Linked DNA regions of Callithrix jacchus: region 1 is linked to region 2. A link is a contact called in public Hi-C data. All regions are on one chromosome and are shown on one strand. Each heading gives the region's core, a stretch centred on a gene start, on an enhancer-like site or on the middle of the called end of the contact. The rest is flanking DNA. Distances are from core to core; before and after follow the strand shown. Region 1 has its middle 16 kb from the start of TESC. Region 2 has its middle 65 kb from the start of TESC.

The links. Hi-C and Micro-C count contacts between places; a contact is called where the count stands out from the background.
Region 1: a Hi-C map of induced pluripotent stem cells shows a contact between it and region 2, with 4 times the contacts expected there. The contact joins two enhancer-like sites. A contact is called at or near these places in 3 of 3 Hi-C or Micro-C datasets (induced pluripotent stem cells and skeletal muscle).

The regions. Positions count from the first base shown.
Region 1 is chr9:120,159,450-120,162,568 of calJac240_pri, forward strand. No RefSeq gene overlaps it. Among named protein-coding and RNA genes, the nearest start is that of TESC, 16 kb to the left of the region's middle. Within about 2 kb of position 1,537, at least 3 of the 16 cell types and tissues checked have an H3K27ac peak or open chromatin away from gene starts, as enhancers often do.
Region 2 is chr9:120,078,910-120,082,159 of calJac240_pri, forward strand. No RefSeq gene overlaps it. Among named protein-coding and RNA genes, the nearest start is that of TESC, 65 kb to the right of the region's middle. Within about 2 kb of position 1,297, at least 5 of the 16 cell types and tissues checked have an H3K27ac peak or open chromatin away from gene starts, as enhancers often do.

The DNA.
Region 1 (3,119 bases), core at 287-2,786, 81 kb after region 2:
CGAACTGCTGACGTTGTGATCCCCCTGCCTCGGCCTCCCAAAGTGCTGGGATTACAGGTGTGAGCCACCACCTGGCCTAACTTTTATATTTTTAGTAGAGATGGGGTTTCACCATGTTCGCCAGGCTGGTCTCAAACTCCTGACGTCAGGTGATCCACCTGCCTTGGCCTCCCAAAGTGCTGGGATTATGGGCATGACCACTGCATCCGGCCAAGGATCTCCCTCTTTTTAAAGGCTGAATAATATTCTTATATATGTGTTTTACATTTTCTCTATCAATTCATCTGTTGATGGACACTTACGTTGTTTACCTTGGCTGCTGTGAATGATACTGCAATCAACATGGAAGTGTAGATATCCATTCAAGACACTGATTTCATTTCCTTTGGGTAGAAACCCAGAAGTGGAAATGCTGGATCCTATGATAGTTCTATTTTTAATTTTTGGGGGAACCTACACACTGGTTTCCACAATGGCTATACGAATTTGAAACAGCATTTTAAGTTATCCTATTTAAACTGTTACCCTTCCCTTTCTCCCTGACCCGCCCCCCACCCCACATCCCTCTAATAGCTCCACTGAAAGCTCATGGCTCCTGGTTTGATTTAATCTTTGTACTCTATCCTCAGAATTTATTTCCACCCCAGAAAAAAGCCGATGGTCACCTGTTGGGGTTTGGGGCAAGTTCTGGATTGAAGTCCTCCTTCTTGTAGATTACAGGAGTTTTAGGCGGGTGTGGTGGCTCACGCCTGGAATCCCAGCACTTTGGGAGGCCGAGGTGTGTGGATTCACCTGAGGTTATAAGTTCGACTAGCCCAGCCAACATGGCAAAACCCCATCTCTGCTGAAAATACAACCAGCGGGTGTGGTGATGCACAGCTGTAATCCCAACTACTCAGGAGGCTGAGGCAGGAGAATCACTTGAATCCAGGAGGTGGAGGTTGCACTGAGCCAAGATTGCACCACTGCACTCTAGCCTAGGTGACAAGAGTAAACTCCATCTCAAAAAAAAAAAAAAAAAAGAGTTCTAGAGTTCTACAACTGTGATGTGCATAAGATTCTCCTGGAGCCTCTGGTGCTGCAGGCAGGGGTGGGGGCTCTGGGGTCAGGACCTGTTAGAAGCCCCCAGGTGATGGTGAGGTTGGGTGAGCAGGGTGGTAAAATACTCTGCCCCCTACTGCTGAGAAAGGGATCTAAATACAGGGGCCGCCCAGGGACTTCCCAGCCCCTCTCCTGCAGGCCTCTGCTCTTTGTCCCCATCCTACTGGTCAGGCCAGATGGCTGCTCTTCAGGAAACAGTGGGAGAGGGAAATGGCAGATTACAGACCTCTAAACTCCAGCTAAAGCCTGCTTGTTGGGGGTCACCCATCCCTGTCTTACACCAGCCTCAGCACCCAGGCTGAATGCCGCCCTCTTGGGAGGAACCAGGGTGAACCAGCAGCTGTCGCTGAGCCGGGAGAAAACCCACACTCCCTCCAAGCTGCTGCTGCTACTGCTGGAAGCAAGGCTGGGATGCTCTGATGTCACCAGAAAGCGCCTCCTGTCAGGCCTCAGCCACTATTCTTAGTCTCAAGAACATACCTCCGCCTGTTAGAAGTCTCTCGGCTTCAGCAGCCTCTTTATAAATAACTTAGAAACTTGTAGTGTGCAGAGCTGCTGGCTAAGAACTTCTTTCTTTTATGCAAGATGTTCCAAGGGCCTCAGCAGTGGGCACACCTCTCTCCCGGGGAGCCCTATAAATGCTGCTATGATCTCAGGAACTGACGCTTCCATCTGTGGGTGCTGCCGGTCCAGCTGCGTGCTAAGCGCCAAGCATTTCCACTGGCAGTCCCAGAGCAGCTGGACGATCTGGGTTCAAGTCCTGGCTCTGCCACTTCCTAACTGTGTGCACTCGGGAAAGTCGCTTTGCTTCTCTTTGCCTCCGTGACTGCATCTACAAGACCAGGGCAATGAGAGTTGCAACAGCCCTGGGGTGTGGAGAAAAGAAACACAAAAGTGCTTAGAACAGCACAAGCCAGCAGCTGTCTGGGTGTCTGCCACTATCTTACTGTTGCTACTGATGTCCTGTGGGAAGTAGAAAAGTTCCCTTTTAAAGTTTCCTTTATTGTAAAAGAGTAAGTGTGTTAATAACTCTGTTAAGCCCCATCCTGTGTTAGACATGCCATCCTCACAGGCACATGGTACACTGTATGTCCTTGTACTTTAACCAAGATACCTGTGCTGGACGTGCTCACAGGCATGTCCCAGCTCTCCATTACTTTTACCTGTTTAGAAAAGTTTTAAGTTGTTAGCCAGTCAGGTTTTAGTTTAGATTGTGAGGTCTGGCTCCAGCCAACAGAGATCAGACACATCAGTAAGGACAACCCCAAATGTGTAAGGGATAAATTCGTGTGTTTTCCTTTGTTCGTTGTACTCTCATGGCAACATGGCTAGTGAGAGTGCCCTTCCAGCAGGCTGGGAAGTAAAAATTGCATTGCTGAAAGAGCCTGTCTCAGTGCTGCTTTTTCTTTGCAGCACTGAGCATCTATTTCCAACATGTTCTTAAGAAGCACTCTCCCAGGAGAAACCTTTATCTCCATTTCATCCACAGGAAACAGAGACTCCTTCCCCCAGATTAAATGACTGGCCTCATTCACCTGCCCTGTTAGTAGCCAAAGCAGGACTTGAACCCTAGTCTATTCCACTGGGAATCTTACGGCCAATTATAAAACTCTGCTGCCCCCTAGAGCATGGGGAGGGATCAGGCACAATCAAGACTAGTGGGGCTTCCTACCTGTGGGAACCTGTGACCAGCAGGAAAATCACCCCCTGGACCCTGCTGGGGGCGCCACCCTTCTCCACCATCCTCCTCCACCATCTTGAGACCGTGGACAGCCCAGTGCCCCCCTCACTGAGCCTCAGCTTCATCAGTAAAATGGGTTTATAGTAACAACATGACCCTGTAGAATACTATGACGATTAAAGGACTTGAGCTTTTAGGCAGACCACGGTGGCTCACACCTGTAATCCCAGCACTTTGGGAGGCAGAGGCGAGTGGATCGCTTAAGGCCAGGAGTTCAAGATCACACTGGGCAACATAGAGACCCTGTCTCTACTAAAAATACAAAACTTAGCCAGGT
Region 2 (3,250 bases), core at 47-2,546:
AGAGCGAGACTTTGCCTCAAAAAAAGAAACAGCAACTTTAAGCATAATGATGTGTGATGACACTAATTTTACTGTAGGCTAATTAATGTAAACAAGAGTTAAGTTCCCACGGCATATTTCTGGCCATAAAAACATCACCAAACTTTAGAACTTTAAACCACTTATAATATTAAACATTCAATAAATGGGAGTTATACATATGTTTAAGAAAAATTACTAAAAACAACAAGGTAATTATTTACCCAATTTTTGGTGACTCGGTGCTGGCAGCTGCAGCGCTGGTGGGTTAAATCACGAAATGTTTGCAAAGCAGAAATTGTCAGGAGCACCTTCCACCACACAGGTCACACGCTGCAACGAACCGGCCCACCGGGCTTCTGGATGGCGCCATTTACTGTCGTGCATGTGTATGATTATGCGAGACTGAATTTTTATTTTATTCACTCCTCTCATTTTCCAACTCAAGTTATTCCAGTTCAAGGTGGTGGGTGACCAGAGCCTCTCCCAGGGGCCCACGTGTGTGTGTGTCTAGTGGTGGGAGGGTGTCCTGTCCTGACCCACCCTGGACAGGACAACCTCCCACCACTAGACACACACACACATACACACAGACCACAACTATTCAGACACCAACAAACTTCATTTGCACATTTTTGGGGTGTGGGAGGAAACCAAAGTGCCCAGAAAACTCGCACAGACGGAGAGGACGTCCAGACTCCATACAGACGGTGGACCCAGCCAGGAATCAATTTAGTTCTCAATGTTATAACATAATGACATTGAATGAAACGATGTTATTCAAGGACCTGCTGTGTGTGAAACAGTGCATGGGGGCATTTTCTGGGAAAAAGCATGGTTACCTCTCATCAGATTCTCGAAGGGCCCACAGCCCTCCTGAGAATGTCATCTCTGCCACTAGAGTGCGTTCTGTAACCCAAGCCCTGTGCTGCCCTGTTGCCCAGGCAATAATTCACATTTCAGAGACACTCCAGGGACGGCGCCACCTTCTCCTACCAAGCAGAACTCCCTGCCCCAGCTGAATGCTAGGGTTTCAGCTGACCAAAAGGAAAGTGAATTTCCCCAGGAGAAGGGCTTGGTCCTTTCTGAAGGGGACGGCTGATACCCACAAGATGAAGTCCTTCACTCCCATCCCACCTCTTAAGAACTGGAGGCCCCGCGTTTCAGGGGCTAGAGCTTCCCACCCCACATGTTAGAGGCAAATGCTGGTCGCAGCAAACCCACTTTGCTTACAGTTGCAGAGAAACGGCTTCCCCCAGTGATGGGCCAGCCTTCTCATGACAACGGTCCGGTGGCTGCTATTCCGGGCAGGCCACCACAGGGGCTCCCACAGGGCAGTCACCCGCTGCCTGATGGAGCCTCCGCTCTGAGCAGCAGCTGCGGCAGCAGTGAGCTTACAGCGCTGGCCGGCCAAGGTGCTGTAAGCCACACAGGCCTGCCCGCATCACCCATGAGGCCAGGCCAGATGGTTACCTGGCTACCGCTGCAGGGGCCTGCGGCGACTTGGACCAGGGCTGCCTCTAATGTTCGATGGCACAGTCCCTCTCACTGGGCTCTGGCGGGTGCCTTGTCCCCAGCCCACTTTCGGCTTCTAATGCCGAGTGTGGGCTTCCAGAAGCAACCGTTTGACTGCTCTGCACGGGGGGCTGTTTCTTTCCCTGCAGCTGAGCTGTTGCTGTGTCTCTTCTTCCCTTGCCCCCAACGCCCGGGCACATGCTGCCTTGTCATTTCTCTAAGACAGACATGGCAGCTAGCTCCTCAGTGGGACCCTCCACCACTGCCACTCCATCACAGCCACTCTTGGGGTGCCAGCCCTTCCTCTATGAGACCGGAGCCCAGTTCCTCGCTGACTTGGTTAACAATCAGATTAGAGAGCCGAGCAGCCACCACGTCCTCCTCGGAGTCGTGAGTCCTCCTCGGACCAGGCTGGTCCACCACTAAGCCCCTGCTGACTGCCACGTGCAAATTCTGCAAGAAGACAGAGACGATACGGGGAGCGGTTCCGCCCTGGCTCCCCCTACTCAGCTCTTCCTGGCTTTCCCAAGGTCGCTGTGTGGGAGGACAGCCTGCAAGGCAGGTGTTTGCAAATGGCTTGCCAAGGCAACTTGTATTTTTAACTCTCCATCAGCCTACTTAAGTCACACGGCGCTGTTTCCAGCAGAGTTCAGCCTCAGCCTCGTTAACTGCAGGCAGGTGAGGACAGGTTCAGCTGCCCTGTGACAAGGATCAGATCCACAGATGACCCGTCTCCTATTAGCAAAGTGTAAAAAGAACTTTCTAGTCCCTTGGCCCAGAAAACAATAGCATTGTTTTGTTAAAGTCTAGCAATAATTCGTTCCCTAAGAGGGTATTTGGCCAGCGCTGGAAGCTGCTGTCATCTTACTCTGTTCCCTTATCCATAATTCATGCTTAACGTGGCTGCAGCATGTCCCCTGAGCTGCTCATATTAGATTTCCATCACACAGCCCTTTTGTAAACCTACCAAATTAGAGCGTTTGTGTCAAATTGCCATATTCTTTCAACATCCAAAAGCCAACCTTTCCCCTTGGTAATACGGCAATATTAGTACAGCTCGCTTTAGACTATTCCTGGCAGATGGCTGAAGAGTATGGACACAGGTGACCTCCCCCGACGTCCAGCAGGCCGAGGACGCCGCCCCTGCTCAGCCTTCTCCACCTACGACCTGTGGCCTTCAAAGGACAAAAGGCCGAGGACGCCGCCCCTGCTCAGCCTTCTCCACCTACGACCTGTGGCCTTCAAAGGACAAACTTATCAGCTTTCTTCAAATATTTGACCTAGTGTTGATTTCTGCCGAGTTCCTTTTAGTCACGGGTGTCAGGGTGTCATTTCTGATGGAAGGAAGGCTGTTAACCCGTTTATGTGGTTATCACTCATCTGCTGACCAGGCTTCCGGGCAAACATCACCTCCTTCGGGCTGCCAGAGTGGAGGTGCCCCAGTCATTCAGTTCCTATCCCCATCCAGGGACGAGAGGGGCTTGCTGCACCTGGGGGAGGGTCTGTGAGGCCAGAAATCCCCTTGTGGGCACGCCCCATTGTCCAGCAGGTAACGAGAGCCATTTCCAAACCACCTGCCTCCAGCCTGAGGCACAGACCGCAGTGCCCAGATGGTGGGGCTGACCAAGATCGGTGCCCGGAGCAGCAACCCTCAGTCTCTGTTGATCAGAGGCCAGCAGCCCCACAAGATGCATCAGCCTACCCCTTCTGGGAGCAG